2 separate regions of the Hordeum vulgare genome follow, and region 1 is linked to region 2. Evidence: chromatin contacts called from public Hi-C data. All regions are on one chromosome and are shown on one strand. Each heading gives the region's core, a stretch centred on a gene start, on an enhancer-like site or on the middle of the called end of the contact. The rest is flanking DNA. Distances are from core to core; before and after follow the strand shown. Region 1 holds the start of LOC123409743 (cinnamoyl-CoA reductase 1-like). Region 2 has its middle 42 kb from the start of LOC123409743.

Evidence for each region. Hi-C and Micro-C count contacts between places; a contact is called where the count stands out from the background.
Region 1: a contact with region 2 is called in a Hi-C map of leaf, with 3 times the contacts expected there. The contact joins the promoter of LOC123409743 here to the enhancer-like site in region 2. A contact is called at or near these places in 2 of 6 Hi-C or Micro-C datasets (leaf and seedling).

What each region holds. Positions count from the first base shown.
Region 1 is chr7H:59,727,516-59,733,919 of MorexV3_pseudomolecules_assembly, forward strand. It overlaps LOC123409743 (cinnamoyl-CoA reductase 1-like), which reads left to right and starts at 3,930. Exons shown (of 5, transcript XM_045102604.1): 1 at 3,930-4,162; 2 at 4,255-4,409; 3 at 5,006-5,194; 4 at 5,294-5,652; 5 at 5,835-6,247. The coding sequence starts at 4,027. The coding sequence ends at 6,021.
Region 2 is chr7H:59,685,685-59,692,620 of MorexV3_pseudomolecules_assembly, forward strand. No RefSeq gene overlaps it. Among protein-coding and RNA genes, the nearest start is that of LOC123409743, 42 kb to the right of the region's middle. Within about 2 kb of position 4,332, at least 2 of the 3 cell types and tissues checked have open chromatin away from gene starts, as enhancers often do. A contact at or near this core is called in leaf, where this site is marked.

The DNA of each region.
Region 1 (6,404 bases), core at 2,680-5,179, 41 kb after region 2:
GTAGCGGGTGGTTCATCTCCTAGCGCAGCATTAAGGACATAATCCTTCTTCCCAGCTTGTAAGATTAGCTTAAGATTACGAGCCCAGTCTACAAAGTTGCTTCCATCATCTTTCAACTTAGCTTTCTCTAGGAACGTATTAAAATTCAGGATGACTGTCGCGTGAGCCATGATCTACAACACAAATATATTCAAAGTGGACTTAGACTATGTTCAAGATAATTAGAGTTCAACTTAATCAAATTATATGCTAAACTCCCACTCAAAAAGTACATCTCTCTAGTCACTTGAGTGGTTCATGATCCATTTACACTATCCCAAGTCCGATCATCACGTGAGTTGAGTATAGTTTCAGTGGTAAGCATCCCTGTGCTAATCATATCAACTATATGATTCATGATCGACCTTTCGGTCTCATGTGTTCCGAGGCCATGTCTGCACATGCTAGGCTCGTCAAGCTTAACCCGAGTGTTCCGCGTGCGCAACTGTTTTGCACCCGTTGTATGTGAACGTTGAGTCTATCACACCCGATCATCACGTGGTGTCTCGAAACGACGAACTGTAGCAACGGTGCACAGTCGGGGAGAACACAATTTCGTCTTGAAATTTTAGTGAGAGATCACCTCATAATGCTACCGTCGTTCTAAGCAAAATAAGGTGCATAAAAGGATTAACATCACATGCAATTCATAAGTGACATGATATGGCCATCATCACGTGCTTCTTGATCTCCATCACCAAAGCACCGGCACGATCTTCTTGTCACCGGCGCCACACCATGATCATCCATCAACGTGTTTCCATCGGGGTTGTCGTGCTACTTATGCTATTACTACTAAAGCTACATCCTAGCAAAATAGTAAACGCATCTACAAGCACAAACGTTAGTATAAAGACAACCCTATGGCTCCTGCCGGTTGCCGTACCATCGACGTGCAAGTCGATATTTCTATTACAACATGATCATCTCATACATCCAATATATCACATCACATCGTTGGCCATATCACATCACAATCATACCCTGCAAAAACAAGTTAGACGTCCTCTAATTTTGTTGTTGCATGTTTTACGTGGTGACCAAGGGTATCTAGTAGGATCGCATCTTACTTACGCAAACACCACAACGGAGATATATGAGTTGCTATTTAACCTCATCCAAGGACCTCCTCGGTCAAATCCGATTCAACTAAAGTTGGAGAAACCGACACTTGCCAGTCATCTTTGAGCAAAGGGGGTTACTCGTAACGATGAAACAAGTCTCTCGTAAGCGTACGAGTAATGTCGGTCCAAGCCGCTTCAATCCAACAATACCGCGGAATCAAGAAAAGACTAAGGAGGGCAGCAAAACGCACATCACCGCCCACAAAAACTTTTGTGTTCTACTCGAGAAGACATCTACGCATGAACCTAGCTTATGATGCCACTGTTGGGGAACGCCGCATGGGAAACAAAAAATTTCCTACGCGCACGAAGACCTATCATGGTGATGTCCATCTACGAGAGGGGATGAGTGATCTACATACCCTTGTAGACCGTACAGCAGAAGCGTTAGAGAACGCGGTTGATGTAGTGGAACGTCCTCACGTCCCTCGATCCGCCCCGCGAACAATCCCGCGATCAGTTCCACGATCTAGTACCGAACGGACGGCACCTCCGCGTTCAGCACACGTACAGCTCGAAGATGATCTCGGCCTTCTTGATCCAGCAAGAGAGACGGAGAGGTAGAAGAGTTCTCTAGCAGCATGACGGCGCTCCGGAGGTTGGTGATGACCTTGTCTCAGCAGGGCTCCGCCCGTGCTCCGCCCGTGCTCCGCAGAAACGCGATCTAGAGGAAAAACCGTGGAGGTATGCGGTCGGGCTGCCGTGGAAAAGTCGTCTCAAATCAGCCCTAAAACCTCCGTATATATAGGTGGGAGGGAGGGGGCCTTGCCTTGGGGCTTAAGGAGCCCCAAGGGGGTCGGCCGAGTCCAAGGGGGAGGACTCTCCCCCCCCCCAAACCGAGTTGGATTAGGTTTGGTGCGAGGGAGTCCCCTTTCCTTCCCACCTCCTCCTTTTTTTTTCTCTCTCTTGATTTTCTTCTCCTTGGCGCATAGGGCACTTGTGGGCTGTCCCACCAGCCCACTAAAGGCTGGTGTGTCTCCCCAAAGGCCTATGGGCTTCCCCGGGGTGGGTTGCCCCCCCCCCCCCCCCGTGAACTCCCGGAACCTATTCGTCATTCCCGGTAACTCCAAAAACCTTCCGGTAATCAAGTGAGGTCATCCTATATATCAATCTTCCTTTTCGGACCATTCCGGAAACCCTCGTGACGTCCGTGATCTCATCCGGGACTCCGAACAACATTCGGTAACCAACCATATAAGTCAAATACGCATAAAACAACGTCGAACCTTAAGTGTGCAGACCCTGCGGGTTCGAGAACTATGTAGACATGACCCGAGAGACTCCTCGGTCAATATCCAATAGCGGGACCTGGATGCCCATATTGGATCCTACATATTCTACGAAGATCTTATCGTTTGAACCTCAGTGCCAAGGATTCGTATAATCCCGTATGTCATTCCCTTTGTCCTTCGGTATGTTACTTGCCCGAGATTCGATCGTCAGTATCCGCATACCTATTTCAATCTCGTTTACCGGCAAGTCTCTTTACTCGTTTCGTAATACAAGATCCCGCAACTTACACTAAGTTACATTGCTTGCAAGGCTTGTGTGTGATGTTGTATTACCGAGTGGGCCCCGAGATACCTCTCCGTCACACGGAGTGACAAATCCCAGTCTTGATCCATACTAACTCAACTAACACCTTCGGAGATACCTGTAGAGCATCTTTATAGTCACCCAGTTACGTTGCGACGTTTGATACACACAAAGCATTCCTCCGGTGTCAGTGAGTTATATGATCTCATGGTCATAGGAATAAATACTTGACACGCAGAAAACAGTAGCAACAAAATGACACGATCAACATGCTACGTCTATTAGTTTGGGTCTAGTCCATCACGTGATTCTCCTAATGACGTGATCCAGTTATCAAGCAACAACACCTTGTTCATAATCAGAAGACACTGACTATCATTGATCAACTGGCTAGCCAACTAGAGGCATGCTAGGGACGGTGTTTTGTCTATGTATCCACACATGTAAATGAGTCTTCATTCAATACAATTATAGCATGGATAATAAACTATTATCTTGATACAGGAATTATAATAATAACTATATTTATTATTGCCTCTAGGGCATAATTTCAACAGAGATTACCTTGGGGGATCAATCCAAGGAAGAAATCACCAGATCTGAAGGAGATGGGGGAGGGGATTAGGGATTCGAAGAGAGCCAGCCGTCGCCGTTGCAGTTACTGTTTGAATGAGGGAGGGGAATGGGGAGGGGGCTGAGCCGTGGCCAGTTAAGTCAATGTGTGGCGCCTAAGCGTTCGGCGCCACACATTACAATGTGTGACGCGTGAGGCTTAGGCGTCACACGGCCTGGGGGGTGGGCCCTCCCTGCCAGGTGGTCGGGGGGTGTGTCTCCGAACGGCTAGGCGTCACATAGTGTAGTGTGGCGTCTAGGTGTCGGACGTCACACAAAAGGGTCAGACGAGTGAAATATTTTCCGTGAGTTTTTTTTTCGAGGTCATTTCTGTCAATTTTGCACGCAAACTAGTACCCGGTCGATCCGGAAACGTGCCCCCTATGTGCGTCACCAGTCTGGAGTCTGGACAGTGTCAAAGAGCGTGAATGAAAACATCAAAAAGTACTGCTGTAGTAGGTTGCGGTAGAACCCGGTGTCGTAGTAAGAATCCCAGCCAGCCGATAGAGAGAAATGACATCCGTTCTGGTAGTGTTGCTGCTAGCCGGAGGGAGACGTCGGGTTTGTCTCCGTCGAGTCCACCTCCGCCACCAAACACACACGCGCTCCTCTATAAATACCTACCAAACGCACACGGTGAGAGAGCAGCGCTTCCCACTGCACACGCGCTTGGGTATACGCTCTTCTCATCTCACCAACACAGCCAGGAGCCAGCATGACCGTCGGCGGCGAGGCCACGGGACACGGGCAGACGGTGTGCGTGACCGGCGCCGGCGGCTACATCGGGTCGTGGATCGTCAAGCTCCTGCTGGAGAAGGGGTACGCCGTGCGAGGCACCGTCAGGAACCCAGGTACGTACATACTCTGCATACGACGGCGGCGAAGGTCGTTGGTTGTGATGCGCCGTCGTGCTGATTGCTAGCGTGCGTGCGTGCGCGTGCAGATGACGCCAAGAACGCGCACCTGAGGGCTCTCGCCGGCGCGGCGGAGCGGCTGGTGCTGTGCAAGGCCGACCTGCTCGACGCCGACGCGCTGCGCGCCGCCATCGCCGGCTGCCACGGCGTCTTCCACACCGCCTCGCCGGTCACCGACGACCCGGTACGTTTAATCCTTTTTTCCCGGAGAAATTAGTGCGCTCTAAATCAAGAGTTTTGCCAAATTTGTATAGTATTAAGCCATTATTGCATTCCGAGGATTCGATAACGCTTGCGAGTATTCGGGACGCCGTCAAATTTACCCCCTCTGTTTCTAAATATTTTTTTAAGATTTTACTACAAAACTAAATATATAAATATATTTTTTAAATTTTTTTTACTAGGAAACTAAATATAAATGTATATAGACATATTCACTCATTATACTTCATATATAGTTCATAAAATCTTTAAAAGTTATTTATATTTAGGAACGGAGGGAGTACGTATTTACTTTTCCGTTTCTGTTCTGGCTGGACTGGACAACTGTAACCAGTATCCACAGAGGACTGCTTGCGCATGCATGGCCCCACCCTTCAGTGATGGACGACCATTGGTCAAAGTCGTTCGTGTAGTATCAGCAGTAGCATGGCATGCAATCATGCATGCATGCATGGACGCTTGCGCGCTTGCTGTGCTTGCTTGCGCGTGCGTGCTTGCTTTGGCTTTGCATGTAACCAGTTATCGTCTAGTCTTGATGTGCGTGCTTTGGCTTTGCAGGAGGAGATGGTGGAGCCGGCGGTGAGGGGCACGCGCTACGTCATCGACGCCGCGGCGGAGTCCGGCACGGTCCGCCGCGTCGTGCTCACGTCGTCCATCGGCGCCGTCGCCATGGACCCCAGCCGCGCACCGGACGCGGTCGTCGACGAGTCCTGCTGGAGCGACCTCGAGTTCTGCAAGAAGACCAAGGTACGTCGTCGTCGTCGTACACGGAGGATTTTGCATGCACCCGGCCCGCCATGGTCGCCGGCGGCTCGTGGCTGATTCTGTTGTGTGTGCGTATGTCAGAACTGGTACTGCTACGGGAAGACGGTGGCGGAGCGGGAGGCATGGGAGGCGGCGGCGGCGCGCGGGGTGGACCTAGTGGTGGTGAACCCGGTGCTGGTGCAGGGCCCGGCGCTGCAGCCGGCGGTGAACGCCAGCCTCACGCACGTGCTCAAGTACCTCGACGGCTCCGCCAAGACGTACGCCAACGCCGTCCAGGCGTACGTGCACGTCCGCGACACCGCCGCCGCGCACGTCCTCGTCTTCGAGGCCCCCGCCGCCGCCGGGCGCTACCTGTGCGTGGCCGACGGCGCCGTGCTCCACCGGGAGGACGTGGTCACCATCCTCCGCAAGTTCTTCCCCGAGTACCCCATCCCCAGCAGGTCAGTAGCACTAATCGGCCATCGCAGCGTCCCTGTCTTTGTTCCAAACATGTCAACACACGCGCTAGCTAATGTTGTCGCGTTGAAGTCTCAAGAGTTCTGATTGATTTGGTGACATGGACGGTCATAAAAAATTCAGTCGTGTTACAATTTATGAATTAATGTATGGTAATGTATCGCAGGTGCTCTGACTCGGTGAACCCGAGGAAGCGGCCGTACAAGATGTCGAACCGGCGGCTCCGTGAGCTGGGCCTCGAGTTCACGCCGGTGGCACAGTGCCTCTACGACACCGTCGTCAGCTTCCAGGAGAAGGGCATCCTCCCGGTCCCTCCTGCCCCGGCACAGCCGGCGATGAAAGAGATCAACTGAAAGTGTGGTACACTACAGTACTTCTTATAGCAATCCAGAAGCATCCATCCATCCATGGATCATGGGTGAAAGCCTTCAGCTATGTATTGCCGTATTGGCATGTCATTCTGCTGTCAGCTAGCTGTTGCTCCAACAGTTTGAACTTTAATTGGCATGCAGTTATGTTCTCCGAATTGGAGAAGGAGCTGAAATCTTGAAATGGAATGTTGTGCCCCTGATTTGCGTACTCGAGAATTTACGACTCGCTCCGGATCCTTTGAAACGAATTGACTCGCTCAAGATCGATTGCCCTCGCGTAGCTTCTTTTGCTTTACTGGAAGTGAAAGGTCCTTTTGTCCAGCCAGCCATGGCGACGCCGTCCGAGGACCTGCTTAATCAGTCAT
Region 2 (6,936 bases), core at 3,082-5,581:
CTGATTGTGTTGGACTGTTGGCAGAGGGGTATTGCCCTTCATGGCATTAACACCCTTAGCTTTGTCCTTTTATTCTCATGAGTACCCTCCCCGGATTTAACAAAGGTTTCCATAAGCCAGGGAGGTTGCTTGGTCTTCTTCTTCTTGTTCTTCTTGGACTTGGATGCAAACCCAAGTCCTTCCTTTGCAACCACTTCCTTTTGACTGCTCAAAAGGTCATTAAAATTCTTTTCACCTTGGATGCATGTCACAAGGCCTTTCTCAAGCTGCTCTTTTAATTTGGAGTTCTCCTCCACAAGATGTGCATGCTCACAACAGGGGTTAGTATCATGGACATTATCAATTAAAACAAATGGAGAGCAAGTGGTTATTTCCTTAGTGAGTTTTACTTGGAGTTGAGCATGCGACTCTTTTAAAGGGACATGAGCACTGTTCATGGCCTTGTGAGCCTTTTCAAGTGTAGCAAGCTCTTCCTTGAGTCTAACATGATCAAGCCCAAGTGCACTCTTTTCGGATTTAAGCACACGGGTAAGAACAAGAGCATGATCAAGATCTTTCTACAACTTAGCAAGGTCATCGTTATGTGACTCCTCAAGAGTCAAAAAAAGTCCTTGCTCTTATTCAAGAGCAATAGAAAGTTTCGCAATCTCATCGGCATAGTCACGACTATGATCTTGTAAAGTAGAGATAGTTTCTCCATGAGATTCAATGAGGTCATTAGCCTCACCAAGTTGTTCCAAGGGATCAAAAAAATGCTTCTTGGATTTACCCTCAAGTTTTCTCATGAATTTATCAAAGGAGTTTTCCTTCTCATCTACCTCTTCCTTTTCATCACCACTAAGAGGGGTAGTGGAAATGGTAGCATTGAGATTGTAAGTTTTAACGTTGCATGTTACCTTGTTGGATGCCTTGGCCATAAGGCACTTGGCAATGCAGTTTTCGTTGGGGGCGTTGAAGAGGGACACCTTGCTTGGAGAAGAGGATGGAATGTCCACGGTGGCCATCCCCATCACTTCACCACTTGCATCATCATCCTCATCCTCATCGGAGAGGTACCCCTCTTGAGCCATCAACACTTTTTGAGGCTTGTTCTTGAAGAAGTTGTTCTTGTCGGGGAAGGGCTTGGCTTTGTCTTTCCGAATAAGTTTGCCACCATTGTATTCCCTCTTCTCATAAGGACAATCAGCCACAAAGTGACTCACATTGCCACAATTGTAGCAAGTCCTCACACGTTGCTTGCCTTTGGGCCCATTTGAGTTGTTCTTGGAGAAGTTTGGCTTGGAGTTTCTCTTCTTACTCCAAAATTGTCTTGATGCAAGAGCCATATGATCGTGATAAGCATACTCGGTGTCCTGGGGGCACAATTCCTCTTCTTCTTCCTCCTCTCCCTCCAATTCAGCTTGGCCTTCAAGGCAAGGTTGGGAGAGTCTTTTCTTGACTGTTAAATAGGAGCAAGAGCATTGTCAGCGGTCTTGTTCAATGTGTTCATGGCAATAAACTCATCAACACATCGCTTGAAGACAAGGAGTGAAAGTCTGGCCTCTAACGGATGACGGAGGACATGGATTTGTTGAAGGGCATAATAGCCTTGAGAAACTTACGCTTGATCCAATTTTCATCCACATCCTTGCTTCCATGATCTTGAAGAGCGACAACAATGGTTGTCACCCTTAGGTATAACTCACGAGGATCTTCATCCTCAACCATAAAAAATTCATCGGCCTCATCAAGTATCACTTCATAGTTTGACCGTTGAATACTAGAACTTCCTTGTACATGGAAATGGTGTGTTCCCAACAATCTTTGGCACGAGTGAAGGGACGCAAATGTGCAAGATCTTCAATGGGAACAACTGCTTGGAGGACGAACATGGCTGAGTGATTGAGCTGATTGTCAACGTCTTCTCTTGGAGTGAGGTTTCTTGGATCACGAAGGTAGTAGCCTTATTCGATGATTCTCCAAAGTTGTGTTGAGCTGTGATTCAAATGAGCCTTTATACGAAAAAGGCAGTTAGCAAAATCATTCTTAACAAGCTTTGGTTGAGGACCTAGATTAATAATATGCGGTGGGTGAACCGGTCCTCCATAGACCATTGTAGGAGGGAGTGAGGCAAAGGCATTTGCCCCACTCGTTCCTTGAGGTGTTTTATCTTTTTCACCACTACCATTTTCCTTTTCGGAATTGGCCCCCCGTATCCGAAGTTGTGGGATTAGCCACCAACAACGGGTCGATAGACGGTTTGTAAATATCAAGGAAATCCTTAAGCATTTTCTTGACTTCGATAGCCACTCAGGATTTAAATGTGGACATGACCTCGTTTAATTCCTCTCGGGTGACCGAGTTCGCAACAGCTCCCTCGGGCACCTCCCCAACCCGGTCCCTGTCGTCAACCATACTCTTTGGATGGTGAAACCCTTAATAAAGAGGTGTGGCTCTGATACCAATTGAAAGGATCGATATGGTTGACTAGAGGGGGGGGGTAGGCAACTATCAAATTTTAAATTGTTCTTTCAACAAATTAGGTTTAGCAACAAATAGGTTGTCTAGATATGCAACTAGGTGTGCAACCTATACGATGCTAACAACAATAATAATAAGCAAGGAGTAAATACAAGTAGAGGTAAGAAATAACCATAAGTGGAACCGATGAAGGAGAAGATGTATTTCCGAAGTTCCTTCTCTTTGAGGGGAAGTACGTCTCCGTTGGAGCGGTGTGGAGGCACAATGATCCTCAAGATGCCACTAAGGCCACCGTTTTCTCCTCACCCCCTCACACAATGTGAAGTGTCGTGATTCCACTAAGTGGTGCCCTTGAAGGTGGCAATCGAACCTTTACAAACAAGGTTGAGGCTCTCTCCACAACTCAATTGTAGGCTTCCAATAAAACCACGGAGCTTCACCGCAATGGAATGTGGCTCCGAGGTGACATCTTCCGTCTAGGGTGATCAAACACCCAAGAGTAACAAAATCCACACAAGAACTTGGGGGGGTCAATTTTCCTTTGGTGGAAGTGTAGATCTAGATCTCCTCCTTCAATCCCTAGCAAGACAACAGGTTTGGGTGGCTAGGGAGAGAGATCAGACAAGAAAGCTTGAGTACATCAATGGTGGAGAGAGAGAGGTAAGAGATAAGAGGGAGGAGGAACAAACCCCTAGCCCCCCCCCCCCACACACACACGCACACATTTTCTAACCGCTACAGCTGTTTTTACACGACGGCGCTGGTCTGTCTAATTTAGAGGAACAACCGACTAACCATCACCAACAACCGGTCCAAAACAGAGACTTGGCCCGAGGTTTCACCTGTCATGGCCGTTGGGCGTGATTAAGTCCCAAGCGGTACAACTGGGCCACCACTGCCCAACAACCGTAGCTAAGCAGAGCCGTGTCCGGTTGTGGACCGGTGTTGGGCCGGTACAACCGTCCAGGGGTTGACCGGTACAACTGCCCTGGATGGCGCTACAACCGGTCAGTTAGATTTTTTTTTACATGTTATTCTCAAACACATATTTACTTTGTCATAAAACGTTGTCATGCTTAAATATCTGGCGTTAGATTTTTCGCATTACCGAAAAGTTACGGGGTGAGTTGTCGAGATATAGTTGAAAATCAAGGAGAGAGGGGACCTGCTGTGAAAACAGAGGAGGGGATCAACGGGGAGATGAGTTGGTAGGGTGTTTCCATAGGTCTAGGTTTTTTGGCGGCTACTTCTACTAACCACACAGCACACCAAACCTCAAACCACATTGCACGTGCGGTAAGCCATCTATCTTAAACACACACCTACTCACATCCAAGAAGAACCTCAATGAAAGCAAAGCTAACTTAATTTGTCAGTAATCCTCAGTTACTCCTCTTCTCTTGAGAAACCGTCCAAGAAACCCCAGTCGGCACGAGCGCGTACATTTACTCTCCTGGCACGGTCAGCTAGCTACCCACAGCCATGACGACGACCCAGCAGAGCATTCGCTCAGCACCCCTCCCCCTCCGTCTCTCACCGTACCCACAATGGCGTCGTCTTCCTAACCGCCGCCGACGTCGACGCCGGCCACGGGGTCCCTCTCGGCGGGGGTTGGTCGACCCGTCCGTCCGTCCATCCGGCGATTTTTCCTCGGCATCGGCAAGCATCCTCAGCAGGAAAGCAAGGAGGGAAAGGCAACTTTCAGTTGCCTTCAACGGCAAGCCGACATCAGCAGCGCCGCTAGTCGTAGTCCCTGGCACGCATCCAGCGTTTACCACACAGTGAATGCAACTCATGCGGGGATTCAGATTCAGTCACTGGTCACTGTCCAGCCCTGGCCGGTGTTGCCACTTGGTCGTCTTTTGCCGGCTTGACGACTGAAACGCATGGCTCTGCGAGACTCTGACCGACCCCTGGAAACCTACAGCCACGAGACTAGTATGCGTCGAAGAAAACACAAGAGTTTACTGCAGTTTTTCGTCCGTGCGTGCAAGCAACTTGGGTTGGATTGGGCAATGGGCCACCTTTTTCGCAAGTGCACTGTGATCCAAAATGGCAAGAGATCTACAATCTATCTACTCCAATGGAGCTGTGTGTGGATCACTCTACTGGTAAAGGCAACCTATCAAGACGTTACTGAGCTAGCTGCCGTGTACAAATGGAGGTGTGGCTCTGCGGGAGGGACTGACCACACGGTTGAAACGTAGAGGCTTGTGGTATTGCTGGAAGAGAAAACGGAAGAGTTGACCTAGCTGGTAACGTACAGCCGTTCATGGAATGAAAAGCTGAAGAGTTTATTGCAGAGTTTCAGGAACACTTCCTTGTCCGTGTGTGCAAGCCGGTTGGTGTGAACGGAAAATGGGGGCATCTTTCCACCCCGAAAGCTTCATTTTCACAAGTGGGCTGTGAATCTGTGGTCCAAAATACCAGCGAGAAATTGTCAAGGGGGGTGTGCACGTTGCAAGTGTGTGTGTGTGTGTGTGTGTGTGTGTGTGTGTGTGTCACTAATGTTAAAAGGCAACAAACCAACTAGTTACTACTCCCTTTGTTCAGAATTTAGTGATCTAAACGCTCTTATATTTATTTACGAAGGAAATACTAAATTGGCTAGCATGTATAGTATTAAAAAGGTAAAAAAGAGAAACACACATGTTTTCAAAATTCAGTAAACTTCTCATTGGCATAAGAAATAAAAATATTTCATTTTTTGTTTGGACTCTGGTGTAACAGAGAGAAAACTATGTATGTAACCCAACTCGGCTCTAGTATAGCGAAGCTAAGCTAGTGAGTTTAAATTTCAAAACTCTCATTATCTTTGACTAGAAAATATGAAAAAGTTGCTATTCAACTCTAAAAGGCAACTTTAAGGTCGCAATATAGGACTGTGAACTAAAAGATCATTCAAAGCATTCAATACGGAGCTTATGATCTAGAAACTAGAAACTATACCCAGGATTATTTTTGTCCGACAACAAATGTGAACTAGTAGCGGCTTCATAGCCATAAGGGGCAAGGGTTTGCTAATAAATGGCATAATGTGTCCCCTGTATTGACAAGTACGAAGATGATCAGGACTAGGATATACTGCATTCCGGTAACCCGCCCACATTTACCTGAAAATAAAGGGGCAAGAAGTAGCAACAAATGGCTATAGTCGGATCAAAAGTACAATGTCAATGATGGGAGAGGTCTCGAGTTGTGGGGTCACAACTAGAAACATGGAAGGAGGCGACAGCAGGGGGGCTACTACTTTATATTCGAGAATACACATTTGAAGATAAATATGTTAAATTTTAATTGTATGTATGTCATGAGATGGACAATGGATAATTTTTAGCTGCTCAAATATGTCATGTTAGTTAAGCTTCCGTGAAAAACTACCTTGTGAACACAAACTGACATTTTACAAATTATTATTCTCTACGTGGGTTCTAAAACATGCTTGGATGAAACATGAACTTACCAGTAAAGTATATCTATGTGGTGGAGTATGTATAAGAAAAAAATACTAACCAAGCAGTACAAAACAAAAGAAGAAGACTAAGGGTAGCGAAGAACAAGGCTTTGTCTTATGGGCTCTTAGTGCAATTATCTTATGGGCTCTTAGGACGCAATTGCACATACGGGTTTTCTATGTAATAAAAGATTGAGTGGAAGGATGACCTCCCACATTTCCATCCAGGCATTCACGGTCAAAGATGACAATTGTAAATTTTAGTTATATATACAAAAATGTCCAGAATTCCGTCTTTGGGAGTTGGCGGCACGCAAGGCGGGACAGATGGCATATAATCCTGAGAATACAACAGCAGTTGTAGGTCAGGCGGGTGACTTGTGCACAGCTCGGAAGTAAATCTTATAATTGATACTCTCTTCTAACATTAATTAAAACATTAGGTTGTCGTTTCTTTGGGGAAAAAAGATGAACAAGGCATAATTTTCAAAATGCCGTGTTGAACTTATACCACTAGAAATTATAATCTTTGTGGCCTCTAGAAATAAAGCATCTCCTTCCTATTTCCTTGTCACTTCAGAACATGTGCTTTTAGACTCGTTTTCGGCAGACAATATATATATGGTAAAACATGCTCACCAAGGTGGTGCAAAACATTCCAAAATGGTTCAATCAAAGGAGGTTTTATAATCCTATTCCCAAAAACATCAATATCGATAATGCACTCGTTTCGCCCACAACTCTACGAAACCACGTTGTAACATACGCGAGATTCACTGGTTATTGGTTGGTGTGATAGTGATGGCCGTTGTTGGCATGGTCATATTTTGCTAGCTTGACGACTGAGACATGCTCTGGAAATCGTACAGCCACGATACTTGTATTCTCTCTCTATCTCCCTTTTCTTTTTTTTTCTTCTTCTTTTTTTTTTTTTCTTTTTTTTTTTTGCGGATGAGGGACCTGTATTCGTCGAAGAAAAACTGGAGAGTTTACCGTGCAATTTTCACGTATTTGCCTTTGCA